4 separate regions of the Zea mays genome follow, and regions 1, 2 and 4 are each linked to region 3. A link is a contact called in public Hi-C data. All regions are on one chromosome and are shown on one strand. The core of a region is the stretch at or near the end of the contact, and the rest is flanking DNA. Distances in the headings are between cores, read along the strand shown. Region 1 holds the start of LOC118472959. Region 2 holds the start of LOC100191313. Region 3 holds the start of LOC103632724 (plant UBX domain-containing protein 2). Region 4 holds the start of LOC100501848 (putative cytochrome P450 superfamily protein).

What was found. A called contact is a pair of places that touch in the nucleus more often than the background predicts.
Region 1: a Hi-C map of tassel shows a contact between it and region 3, with 5 times the contacts expected there. The contact joins the promoter of LOC118472959 here to the promoter of LOC103632724 in region 3. A contact is called at or near these places in 3 of 25 Hi-C or Micro-C datasets (bundle sheath, ear and tassel).
Region 2: a contact with region 3 is called in a Hi-C map of tassel, with 6 times the contacts expected there. The contact joins the promoter of LOC100191313 here to the promoter of LOC103632724 in region 3. A contact is called at or near these places in 3 of 25 Hi-C or Micro-C datasets (bundle sheath, ear and tassel).
Region 4: a contact with region 3 is called in a Hi-C map of endosperm, with 3 times the contacts expected there. The contact joins the promoter of LOC100501848 here to the promoter of LOC103632724 in region 3. A contact is called at or near these places in 3 of 25 Hi-C or Micro-C datasets (bundle sheath, ear and endosperm).

Annotation. Positions count from the first base shown.
Region 1 is chr7:113,046,346-113,049,580 of Zm-B73-REFERENCE-NAM-5.0, forward strand. It overlaps LOC118472959, which reads left to right and starts at 1,754. Exons shown (of 1, transcript XM_035961006.1): 1 at 1,754-2,684. The coding sequence starts at 2,030. The coding sequence ends at 2,323.
Region 2 is chr7:114,286,952-114,290,472 of Zm-B73-REFERENCE-NAM-5.0, forward strand. LOC100191313 reads left to right here and starts at 1,745. Exons shown (of 11, transcript NM_001358442.1): 1 at 1,745-1,925. The coding sequence starts at 1,860.
Region 3 is chr7:113,585,153-113,588,217 of Zm-B73-REFERENCE-NAM-5.0, forward strand. It overlaps LOC103632724 (plant UBX domain-containing protein 2), which reads right to left and starts at 1,775. Exons shown (of 3, transcript XM_008654466.4): 1 at 770-1,775. The coding sequence starts at 1,570.
Region 4 is chr7:114,101,874-114,105,192 of Zm-B73-REFERENCE-NAM-5.0, forward strand. It overlaps LOC100501848 (putative cytochrome P450 superfamily protein), which reads right to left and starts at 1,460. Exons shown (of 5, transcript NM_001196496.1): 1 at 1,145-1,460; 2 at 784-1,016; 3 at 382-641. The coding sequence starts at 1,424.

The DNA.
Region 1 (3,235 bases), core at 504-3,003, 540 kb before region 3:
CCTCTATCCGAATGGGCATCCTTTTTTTTTACCCGCTTCATGACTTTTACAGCAACTAGTAAGAGTATCTTTAACAATGTCTCAAACTGATATCTTAAATTGAAATATAAAGCTCTACGTAGAAAAAAAAACTACTCCAACAATGCTTCATTTCATAAAATTTTGTCACAAAATTATAGCACACACACTATCAAGTTCCTCGAATATACTACACTGTAGCGACTTACCCTATAATATAGATTTGGGGTTTTACTGTTGGAGCAGAGTATTTATTGGTGCCCTAAATCCTATAAAATATAGTTATTTTTAAATTACAGGGCATTTTGCTCTAAAGGCTTTCACGTTGATCTTTTTCTCAAATTTTCTTTAATACATCATCAACCTGTGCTATTAAAGTTTATACGGCCCATACATAGGGACTCCCGATCTATGTGAAAAAAAAATAAATCTAAAGCAAAGTGTAAAAGCAGTGGACTTATGTTTGAAAGGGAGTTGTGTCTTCTGGGTCGGATTTCAGTACGGAAACCGAGTATCGCTAATCTAGACAGCTACTCATGTGGAGAAGCAATAGAGCCCGCCAGATTGATGAGTTGAGAGCAACAGGTCAACATAAAAAAAACCGAGTAGCTTAAGTGTGAAGTTATAATTTATAATACCAATTAAAATAGTTTTTTATCTAAATAATAAATAAAAAGACGTATCTAAATGTTTTCTAAAGATTTAACGCTCTAGTCTTATGATTTTGTGGAGCAGCTAATGACTTAGTTCACCAAATTTCTGAAAGGGAGCTGTACAGGGCCACAAATTAAAAGCGGAGTGACGAGAGTGGTTGCCTGCCGCGTCTGTACCGTACTACGTCATTAGCGCTAGCATAACACCCGTTGCTACTTGCTAGCGTCAATGCAGCAGCTTGCAACAGTGAGATCGAAGCAAGATCTGCTTCTTTTTTGATTTCGGATCTTCTTTTGCGCCTTTTTTACCCCCCGGGTGAAGAAACGTTTTTACCGGCAGCCGGCAGGAGCAAAAGTCACACCTGCCAACATGTTTGGTTCGACAAACTAGTATAACGCCAACGCAATCAAACGAAACACAGTCGCAAGTTTTATCCGTTAGGCGGGCGTAATCGGATGGCGTTCAAGCAAAGTCATATTTTATCCTAACCACGCCTGCAGGACGTCGGTTGAACCGAACCATAACCATATATATGTGGCCATGGCGGACTGGAGGAGGATACGCAGATCTCTATCTATCCTCCAAGCAAAAGAGAGACGTCAGAAGTACCCGGCCTATGGTGAAAACGAAACGTAGATAGATAGATAGATAGATAGATAGATAGATAGATAGATAGATAGATAGATAGATAGATAGGCTCAACCGTCTGCCGGCCGCCTACCTGCCCGTATCTACACCGTCGTCGTCAGGTAGTAACGGTCGGTCGGTCGCATGAAAACGCGGTGAAATCGTTTGCGTCTGGTGCTGCTTGTGGATGACGACGACCGCACGCGTTTTTTTTAATGCGCGGTTCAGGCTGCTCCTGCTCTCATCGACCGCGGTGGCATACTTTCAGACTGTGATGCGGATATTATTAGTAGGTGCGGCTGCAAGCCTGAAACCAGAGGAGAACCGCTTGATGAGGTGTTGGTTGAAGAGAATGGGTGAAATAAATCAATTAAATCGTGCCTTGAATGGCCTGGAGACGGTTCGGCGTGGCGTTCCCTTTCGCGAGGCTTTGGATTGGACGACCGCTCAGCGTTCCCTTCCTTCCTCGCCCATCGCTTTCGCGCCAAAAAGTGGAGAAGCCAAATCCAAGCCTCGCACGCAGCAGCCCCTCTGCCTCCTCCCTCTCTCATGCTCATCCATCTCCGGCGCTATATATATCTATACCGACAGCCGGGACGCCGATCGAGTCACCAACAAGAGTAGTAGTCGGAGCCGTCCGTAGTAGCTAGCGTACGTACGTGTGAGTTTGTGACCAATTCAGAGAAGCCTCGATCATCGTTCGCTTCGCTTCGCTTGTGTGTCGATATATATGGCGAGATCGCCGTTTGTTCCGATGGATCAGGGGAAAGAGCAAGGCGCCGGACGAGGAGCGGCCGGCAATAATAAGGAGCGGCAGGAGGAGGAGGTGCTGCTGGTGCACAGCCAGGTGCGGCGGATCAAGAAGGAGGACGAGGAGGCCTTCAGGGAGCGCCTCCTGAAGCTGCGCCTGCTGGAGACCCGGCCCAACACCGGCGCCGGCGGCGTGGCCTGGCGAGCCCCGCGCTCCCTGTCGCCGCTCCGCCGTGCCGGCAGCGCCATCATCCCGGTCCCGGTGAGCGAGTGACTAGTAGCGAGCATCCGTCGACACGCGGTTCTCTCGGCTGCCCGCGCGCCCGCCGCCGGTTGTAGATATCGCTAGGCGCGTACGTAGCGAGCGTGACCAGTGTTCTTGGGGGGTGTTAGTGAGTGAGCCTGCCCGTGCTTTGCGCCTGCGCGCGCGGACATGGGATCGGAGCTTGGTAGACGACGACGGTATATAGTAGGTAGCATCGCCATGTGTACGTACTGCGTGGTTCCTGGTACAGTAGCATAGCATGCTCTGTTTCTGTATCCTGCTGTGCTCTTCTTCTTGGTGGTGGTGGTGTGTATGTATATATAAATATATGTTTACGATGAGTTATGAGAGGGAGTTTATTACCTGCTTACCTGCTGTGCTGTTTTTTTTTCCTTAATTCGTTCTGTTCTACTATATGCTTACCAGCTGCCATGTGTTCTCAAATCATGTGATCCAATCCAAGAACCGAAGCCAGCCATCCTTCGTGCATGAACACAATCCTCGTAGCAAGCAAGCACCTGGATAGGGCTAATACTAGTGTGCAGGGATGATATATACCTAGCGTACATGGAGGTTTGATGCGCATATATATCCACATACATAAAATCCCGGCCTTTAAAATCAGATCTAATAGTGTACGGTTGTTGTATTTTTTTTTTACGAAACCTACCCTCTCCCATGCCTGGTTTGTTCTGTAGAAAACCCTATATAGTATCGTGCTCGTGCACCGTTGAATCTGGTTCTAAAACTGAAGATTAACTCTATAGATGCACATATGCATCGTCATGTGCACTGGTTATCATCGTCTTAACAGTACATAGACGAGATACGCAGCCCTGCTCTGTTTTCAAAGGACAAAGGAGGGGAGGAGGGGGGAGAAAGAAAAGCATCAATCAAGCGGCAATTGACCAGCGCACCGGC
Region 2 (3,521 bases), core at 495-2,994, 700 kb after region 3:
TTCCCGAGATTGGCTGCTTCGGAGTGTACGACCCTGGTGCACCGGACACTATCCGGTGCGCTAATCTTTAGCACACTCAAGTTCTTTGCTCCATTTCAAATTGAGTCCCTAACTTGATTCTTTTATTGGTTCGTGTTGAACCTAATGCACCTGTAATACATGAATTCTAGAGCAAACTAGTTAGTCCAATTGTTTATGTTGACTATAAACCACCAAGATTAATTATAGAAAATGGTTAACCCTATTTCCCTTTCAAGTGGTTCTACATGAAAAACCCTAGGGGGAACGCACCATAGTTCACCGGTCAGATCTCTGTGTCCAAGCCCGAGTGGAACTTGTCGCGGAGAAGAAGTTCAAGCCAGAAATCGAATACATACTGGATGCCATCGCCAAGCAGTAGAGGCGGGTCTCTTCGGTGTGAGGCTGATACACACCTTCATGTAGCGGCGTCTCCAGCCGATCGCGGCTCGTAGAGGCCGATGTGGCGGTTCATCGACGACAACGACTCCGATCGCCACTCCATCGTGAATCTTGAGAAGGCGGAGGTCATGGCCCATGTCCTATCTATTACAACGGGAGTGACGTCGGATTTCTTGGGAGAGGGGGTCCCTTGTCTTTAAACCACACAAAGTTGAGTGATTTGGTCAGTTTCCCCTTTCTTCCTACTTTCCTCGAGAGATTTGCTTTTGCAAGGGACTCATCGATGGTTGCACTGCAACCTGCTTGGGACCGTCAAAGCCTCCCTTCCTCCTATCCCCGAGGACGCTGCCATCAAGGCCGCACGCCTGACTCGTGCTAGGCTAGGGGGAGCATCTCCCCGTCTACTTATACGGAGGACATGACCTCCACAACCTCTGGTGGGATAGGGCCCCTGCCATCGGTGGCCGTGCGTAGTGTGGTCTCGCTTTTTGTCATGAGTCTTGTGTGATCCTCCAGCGTGTGTAGGCGTACACCCGGTATAGTGTATTGTCCTGTCCTTCCCGGTATGCGGGTTACTGTAGAGACTCCGGTGCTTGGATCCCCCACGACCGGGGTTGACTGGCCTCATAAGGAAAACGGGATACACCAGAGACTGTATGTGGTGACGTACCATCGTATCAAATCATTGATTGTTACATCTCGACACCCCTTCGGTATGCCACGCTCGTGGTCCGAACGTGGTTTGGTGGTGACGCGTCTTGTCACAGCTGACGTGGGTCAGTAGTACTAGATCGTGGCCTCCGTCTTGCAGGGTTGCTCGGTGAGTACTTGGTTGTTCGCTCTGCCTCGTAGGGTTACTCGACAGGGAGTTGGTCAGCTGCTCTGCCTCGCAGGGTCGCTCGACAAGGAGCTGGTCGACCACTCCATCTTGCAGGGTTGCTCGGTGAGGACTTCGTCGGCTGCTCTGCCTCATAGGGTTGCTCGATAGGGAGTTGGTCAGCCGCTCTGCCTCGCAGGGTTGCTCGACAAGGAATTGGTCGACCACCCCGTCTCGCAGGGTTGCTCGGTAAGGACTTGGTCGGCCGCTCCGCCACGTAGAGTTGCTTAGTGAAAGCTTGGTTGGTGGATGAGACGTTAAGAATCTTGGGCCTACTTTAGGCACGCGGTTCCTCGGTACCCGACAAACAAAAAAAGCTATATGTTTTTTTAGCTTTTAGCTAATGAGATGCTAACTAGAAGCTCAAATAATCAGGACCTTCCTAAACACAGCAACAGAAACATATAAATTCGTTAAACTTGAGGACCCTGCCGGCAAAAAATCTCCCTCTCAGTAGGGGCCGGAATAAAAATCTCCTCGCCTTCCTCTCCTACGCCGCCTGACCTCTGCTGTCCGCCTCAACGGTCCAACCCTCCGGTTCGACGTAGGCGCCGGCGGCGAAATGAAGGTCTCCGTGAAGACGCTCAAGGGATCCAGCTTCCATATCGAAGTGGATCCTACCGACAAGGTAGGCAGCCCTTGCGCTCCCGATCTGTCGCTATGGTTCTAGTTGCTGGATGTATTGGCGGGCTGCTTGTTAGGTTCGTTTGGGGTCTAGGATTTGGCTGGTTCCCCTGCGGGGGCGATGAGACATGAGAGTGTTGGAAGCCGCGAGCGAAGCTTCCTTGGATCCAGTCTGTAGGTTGCTGGTTTGGTTCTGGTGGTGCGAGTGTGTAACAGGCTGAACGGAGAGCTGTTGCAGAGTTCGCCTGTGTACTTTCTGGTTTCAGTTTGGGTTCCTTTATGATGTTTTCATACAGGAATCAGATGGCAACGCGAAGTTATCAGGCATTAGTAATTAGTTCATTAGTTGCTCCCTTTATAGTTGGTAGATAGAGCATACGTTGTAGTCAATCTATTATGGCTACCATACATCGCTGTAGGTTGTATGTTCGATTATAAAAGAAAAGGCAACATAATACCTCATTACCTCGTGGGCACGGGCATTGATTAGTTATTGCAGTGTCGGTCTATGCTCAGGAGCCATTCTTGACTTGTTGATGTTAGATCTTATCAGTATAAGCTACTTCCTGCCAGTTTGTTTCTAGGCAGCTTTAGGATGTAATGCTGCATTTTCATCTATTTGGTAATGTGGTTGGAGTGGATCAAATAGGTGCATGCTGTGGCTGCCATAAAACAGAGCTTTTGAAATCTAAATTTTTCAGTATACCTAAGTTCATACAACACAAACCTTAGATGCTATCAACACCCTTTCTCTGGTTATTTCAGCTCTCTAGATAAGAAACTGGTAGCAATGAAGGTTACAGATATAAGGAGTAAATCAATATTACTTGCTTACAATCTACAGTAGAGATTGTAAGGAGATGACATCTCTTTATTTATCAGCTAGGATAAAATGAAGAATCGTCTGATTACTCAGCTCATGTTCTACTGCAATTGTCTCAGATTCACGCCACTTATTTTAACAGTTTGACATGCTAGAAAAAGATTCTGATTGGATCGATAACTAAATGTGTATGTGTGTATGCACCAAGATAAGGCAACACAAGCATGACGTAAACATTGACGGTCTTTCAAATAGGGATGGTTCACAGGTGCAATGGCACCTATCAACCATACATGTACAATGTGGTCCAACTAATATAGGCAAACTTATATCCGCACAGCCAAAATGCAAACCATGTGCACGGTGAACACCCTATCAGCATCCTTATCTAACTACAGCTTCCACGTTGTCTCCAGCATCACAACCCGATTGATTTGGACACCTTCCATAAACAGCAGTGGGTACATATAAATTCACCAAACTAGAAGACCCAATCTGCAAAAGCACACTTCTACTCAGGATCCAAAATAGGAGACTGTGACAAGAAATCGCACTATTCGTTCCTTCCTCCCCTCAGTGGCGGCGTGGTGAGATTAAGGGCACCAGCTCCTGGATCGAAGTGGACACCAACGACTAGGAACTAATCATCCATGCTCCCAATCTATCGCTATGGTTCTAGCTGCTATATGGATCAATGGAGCCGTTTCACGATATTTGTCTGCTTGGTAGGTTTGTTGAGGGCTTGGGGCCTAGGGTGTTGGAAACGGCGAGCAAATT
Region 3 (3,065 bases), core at 525-3,024:
ATGTATTAGTCAGTCCTGTCTGTGTATTTCTTTTTTTTTCTAAAACGCGCAGGAGAACTGCGCATTAAATATATTAAGAGGACAGAAAAAGGTCTAAAATAGATCTAAACATCCAAAGAAAAACCACCTTACGGTGGCCAAAAACGAAAATACACAAAATGATCCATCTAGAAAAAAACGACTAGGAGCCGCCAAAAACTAAGTCCAAAATGTGCGCAGACCTCCCGCGCCTGCCAGACACCACCGATGAGTGTCGTCTTTGATGTTTTGAATAGTCTGACTGCTGCGAGGAGTAGCCCCCTCGAACGCACATTCATTCCGTTGTTTCCACAACCACCATGCCACCAGCACAACAAGGGAATTGATCCCTCTGCGCTGTACAGCAGGGATCTTTTTCTGATATCCCTTAATTTATAGTTATTGTCCCACTAATACCTCAAGAAATGGTTACACATTTGGTAAGACATACGATCTTCCAGGTACATGCCTTTACAATCTTGCACTGTTCTACACTTCTATGTTTATGCTAACAGCAAATTTTTTGAGATAATAGTTCAAAAGGTGAAATATGTTATAACTGACTATTATTTCCTAAGTCCTAATGAAGCTAGCTAACAGCGCAACGAAACAAGCATAAAATTGGCAGTTCATGTAAAAATGGCATGACATAAGTAAATCAACCAACCATACTGTGCTGATTGATGGTAATGAAAGCTTTGTGTTAGCCAACCAATTAAAGGCCTTATTATCAACGGAACCCTCTTCTTACCTGCCGATCAATTGTCATAGCACCGTCCTGCAGCACATCAGGCACATTGCTGCAACTCTCCTTGGCCTCAGCCTCCACCTTCCCTGGAGCCGCAGAGGAGTGTGCCCCCTCGAGCAGGAGGAGGGCCCTCCTGATACCGTTGAGCCTGGCGTCGCTGGGCACTTCGTCCATCACGGCGAAGGGCTCCCCGCCCTCATCCCCGACCCTGAACCCGACGGCCTCCAGGAGCTCCGCGCCGCCTTCTCTGTCCGCCACGGCCTCCTTGATCCGCGGGTTGCCCAGCCTCACCCGCCTGAACTTGTCGTTGCTGGGCTCCCGGAGCAGGTTGCCCAGCAGGCGTTTGACCACTTCAACGGCAGCGGGCGGCGGGGGTGGGTCGGCAGCGAGGTACGCGGCGGCGCGCGCGCGGGCGCCCCCCGCGGACGCGAGGCAGCCGTCGAGGTGCTCGGTGACGGCAAGCTCGGAAGGGAACGCGTCTTCGCAGCTGGGGCACGCGATAGTGGCGGCGGCCGCGGTGCCATTCGCGACGGAGCGGCGGGAGGAGGAGGAGGAGGAGGAGACGAGGGGCGTGTACGGGGTGAAATCGGTGGTTGAAGTGGGCGGGGGAGGTGGCGAGGGCCGCTTAGGGGCAGGCTTGGGGTTTGCGCTAGGGTCTGAGGGGCGGGAAGCGGGGTGGGAGGAGGAGGAGGAGGGGGAGGGGCCGGAGCCGAGGACGTGGGAGGTGCCCTTGAATGAGGACGGGGTCCCAGAGCCGGAGGAGGTGATCTTCTTCATGAAACCCTTCATCTTGTCCTTCATCATGGCGCTGGAGGCGGAGGAAGCGTAGGCGGCCGCGAACAGATGAGATTGGAGCGTGGATGCGTTCACGCGGAGTGGACGACTTGGTGGTGGATGTTGTCGCCGCGGGGACGAAGCAAACGAGGAAGAACGAAGTAGCAATAAAGGCGAGAGCAGCAGCAGTGGAGAAGCAGCTTGTGGAATCGTTTGTTTGTGCGGTTGTACTCATGGAGTAGCTTCGAAGGCATCTTCTCTCCTGACCTGACTGTATGGCGGGCCGCAATACCTTGCTCGACTGCACGGGCTGGTGCACTGTCAAAGCCCGGTAGTGGCATGGGAACCAAAATGGGCCTCTAGCGTTTCTCACGCGTCGGGATTCGGAAGCCATGGCGGCATGCCACTGAACAGAAGCAGCAATGCCATTCACAGTTTCACACCTAAAACCGTGTTCAGCAGTTATGTCTCAAAACATTGTTTTGTATTATATACTGCACTGTTCACATACAAGGTTGTCCCTACGTCATGTTTAGGACACGTGCAGGGTGGTATCATCATACATTAGTCAGCTAGGACGCTCAAAACCAGGCCCGACCCTGAGTAGGTGCGAGTGGTGCTGCTGCACCAGGCCTCCAAAAATCAGAGGGCATCTACATACAACCTACTATATGTCATATATATTAGTCTATAGTTTGGCCCAAAAATCTATTAATCAGGTATGCAATCAATCACTCATGCTCTAGTGCCTTCTCCTTGACCGCTCAACGTTTCTATGCCTCCAGGCGAGTAGTTCGCACGCACATGCGGCAGACGGCCAGTGACCGCTCCCGAGTCACGAATTGTTGGCCCTCGCCCTCCACACATCAATTGCTCCCTCTGCCCCGCAAACACTCGGATAAGCAAACCGATCGCCGCCCACCCTAGGCCTATCGTCGCGCTTCAGTTGTAAAGAATGGAACTCCAAACTAGTCCCTAAATCCTAATAGAATGTTCTTGTGTTTCTGATTGTATCAAATTCGATTTGACTTTAAGGACATCATCCTAATGTTTTTATTGCTTCTTTGAATCCTATTGACTACGCCTTGACTGCCGCATAAGCTAAAAAAAACTTTTCTAAGTTGAAGCTATTGAATAACTATTTGAGGTCACTAATGTACTAAGAAATATTAAATGGTTTGGTCTTTGGCAACCTTTTGCATTGAGAAGCACCTGTTGGATGGTATTGATACTGACTCTATCATCACTGACTTTGCATCTAGGAATGTTAGAAGAAACTTTTAAATGACCTCCGTGTTATAATTTTGTCAGTATTATAGTTGCAATTGTGTATAATCTTGTTATGTTTATTGTCAATGGGCCCCTATTTTTGTCCCGTCCAGGGCCTCCAAATTCTCAGGGCCGGCCATGCTCAAAACCCTTGTCAAAAAAAGACACTCAAACCTGAAAAAACACAATATTGTATCCGTGTGAAAAATGTTTCAGATAATATATCTCTAATACTACAGCTGTCCAAAAGAAACAA
Region 4 (3,319 bases), core at 210-2,709, 520 kb after region 3:
GACAGGCGTACGGCAATGGGAGTGTGTGGGTGACGATGGAATCGTTTCCGAGTCGAGGCATCAAACAGGCCGATGCCTCGGGCTCGGTTCAGTGCGTGTGCGTGCCATGCCAGTGTCCAAATGGAAACGGACACTATTGATTATTCGATCGCTTAAGCATGATTAGGGTAGTTAATTACAGTAGCTAGCTTATTATGGTTATTTCGGGGTCGCAGGCCTGCATGATCGAGCAGATGAGGGCATGGACAGGGACAGGGGTAGCGACAAAGGCCAGGCAAGACAGTGGGTGCGTAGGTGCGCGCGTTACGAGACAAAGATGACCGTCGGGCCGGCGGCCGGCGGCCGGCATCGAGGGGGACTAGGGAAGAAGGAATCACTCACTGGCTGCCGGGGATCCAGAGGTGGCGGCTGGAGCTCGCGGTGAGGCGCTGCAGGTCCTCGAGGAGATGGAAGATGAGCTTTCCGGTATCATAGCTCGTGTCGAACTCGGTGCGCGAGATGATGTCGCCCGTGAGCCGAGTCATGTACCCGCAGATCTCCACCTCGCGACGCCGCCCGCCGCCAGACGACGGCGCCGACGCTGCATCCTGAAGCGCCCGGATCGTCTGCTTCGTGCACTCCACCATGTGACCCACGCGTCCCTGCAATACGCCCGGTGACGTCAGCGACCAACACGTCCAGTCCATGAGAAAAAAAAAGAAAGCAAGAAGGAATGAACGAACGAAATAAAAAGAAAGAAAAGGAAACGGGACAGAGAAAGAATGTAAATGGCGGCGGCGGCACCTTCAGCTTGTCGGGCATGAACGCCGGCGCGACGACGTGGCGCTGGTGCGACCAGTGCGCGCCGTTGGCCATGAGGACTCCCCGGCCGATGAAGTGCCTGGTGCCCTGGCGCTGCAGCCACGACTTGCCCGTGGCGTTCGCCGCGTACTTGGACGAGAGGAACTCCTTGATCTGCGCCGCGTCCGTCAGGCACAGGCGCGGCTCGCTCCCGTACCAGTACACGAACAGCTTCCCTGCAGCGCACGCACGGACGGACGCGTTACGGGAACATTCCATGCACCGTCGTACAAGGGCCGGGGTCAACGGCGCAGCGCAATGCCGCGGCGACGCCTCCCGTACGTCCTAGCCGTCCCGGACTCACCGTACGTCCTGGACCAGAGCACGTAGTGCGGCATGAGGCGGCCGACGATGTCGTGGCTCAGGGCCGGCATGTCGTCGGCGGTGGCCTGCGCCATGAGCGCCGACACGTCGCGGAGGTTGCCGATGAGCGGGCGCGGCGGGGGCCCGTGCACGCCCTGCCGGGCCATGATCCGGCGGATTCTCAGCGGCGTCAGGATGTAGCAGGACAGGGCGACCCATGCCGCCCTCAGGAGCAGTAGCAGGACAGGGGACGCCAACGCCATGAGCGTCACGAACGCCATTGAAGGAGGAGAGAGTCAGAAAGATTTGGGGGCCGGTGATACCGTCCAGCTAGCGGCGGCGGCGGCGGGCAATGCAGATTTGCGCTCGGTTCTGTGGGCTATATATAGGCACAACTGTCAGGCTGGTCCAGACTCCAGAGGAGCGAGATTTGGTACTATATATATACACTAGTATATAAACACTAAAATCTCCCTACAAAAATAATCGACGTTTCTTCATTTATTTTTGGGATAGATTTGAAAGCATATAATTATATACCATATTTCGTCAAATGCCTTTCCGTACTTGGCTCCCTATTTAATTTCATTGCTAAAACTTTGGTAAAACATTGAACTTTTGCCAGTTTGGGTTCCCTTTATTTTTTTCCCTAGACAAGAAGGGTAATATAGGCAGAGAAAAACAAAAGCGAGAGCCTGCCCAGTTTATGCATATTTTGTCCTACCCCCACCATCTATATCTCCCTCTATCTATAAATATCTATATCTATATCTATATACTCTATCCATCATAAAACAGAATGCATTGCGCCATTCAAAACTTATATTGAGATTGTTCGTATTTGAGAAAGGTTATTAAAAAGAAAACCATGATTTTTGAAGAATCTCATTAATTGTGTTCAATCAATGGTATACATGTCATTTAAGTATTATTTTACTTTGTCTTAAAAAAATTAAAGATGGATTATATTACAGGATGGAGAATATATATTACACACCATGACGTTTAAAAAGCAAAGTGATTGTTCCGTCTGTCTTTTTTACTTCCCACAATGCCCTTGTCTTCTTGTATTATTTATGATCCAAATTTATGGCATATGCATGTCTGATTGTATTATAGAAACACACTACGTGTTTGTGCGCCTATCGATAACGGTAATACGTACCCATAACGTAATTGTTACATAAATATCTAAGCCATAAATTGTTATGAGTGATGGACATCTTAGATAATACTCCCTTCATTCTTTTTGAGCCAATTCCTTATATGTCATCGGAAAATATACTCGTTACTTGTGTGCCACTGGCCTCACATATCATACACACAAAAATATACCTATATGTCACTCAGTGGCACACAAAGAATGAGTATAAAATCTGATGGCATACTAGAAATTTTTCCTTCTTTTTTACATAAAGTTTGGCCGACTCATTTTATTAAAAAAACTTAATTATTACTAGTTTTTTCTGTAATATCGTTTAGCTTATAATATATTTTAAGTATGTCTTCGATTTTTTTCTTTTTTTTCTTTCTTTTTTGAATAAGAAGAACCACTCAAATTTGAAAAAAACCTAAGAAATTATACATTGGAGCAGAGGGAGTATGATATAAGCTATTAAGGGCCCGTTTGGATCCCACGTATGCTAAACTTTAGCACCTTATGTGGTAATATAATAGGTGCTAAAGTTTAACACTTTATATTTATAGTACCTTTTAGCATTCGTGTTTGAATCTCTAAGTGCTAAAGTTTAATAAAAAAATGTAGCGATAAACTTTAGCACTTTGGATCCAACATGCCCTAGAGTATTTAAAATTATACCAAATTATAAGGTATTCTAGATGATTTTTTTCTAAAGCGTCAATCACATGGATACCTAATATTAGTGTCAATCACCAGGCTCCAAATATGGTAGGCACAAGACCCGTCGTCCACAGTTAAGAAAGGATTGCATGCATCATTGCTTTATCCCATAATTTATTATAAGATTCGTATGGCAGCTTATATTTCACGGTGAAGGAAATACTACCTTTTTTAGCGAGCCTTTATGTGATGAGTTAGTCTGTTACTTTATCCCTTTCAAATTATACAGTTCGCTTCCACTTTATCCTACGTCGTATTTTTTTTTAAAAAAATGATCAAATGCTTGTAGAAAATGAATCAATATCGACTGTATCA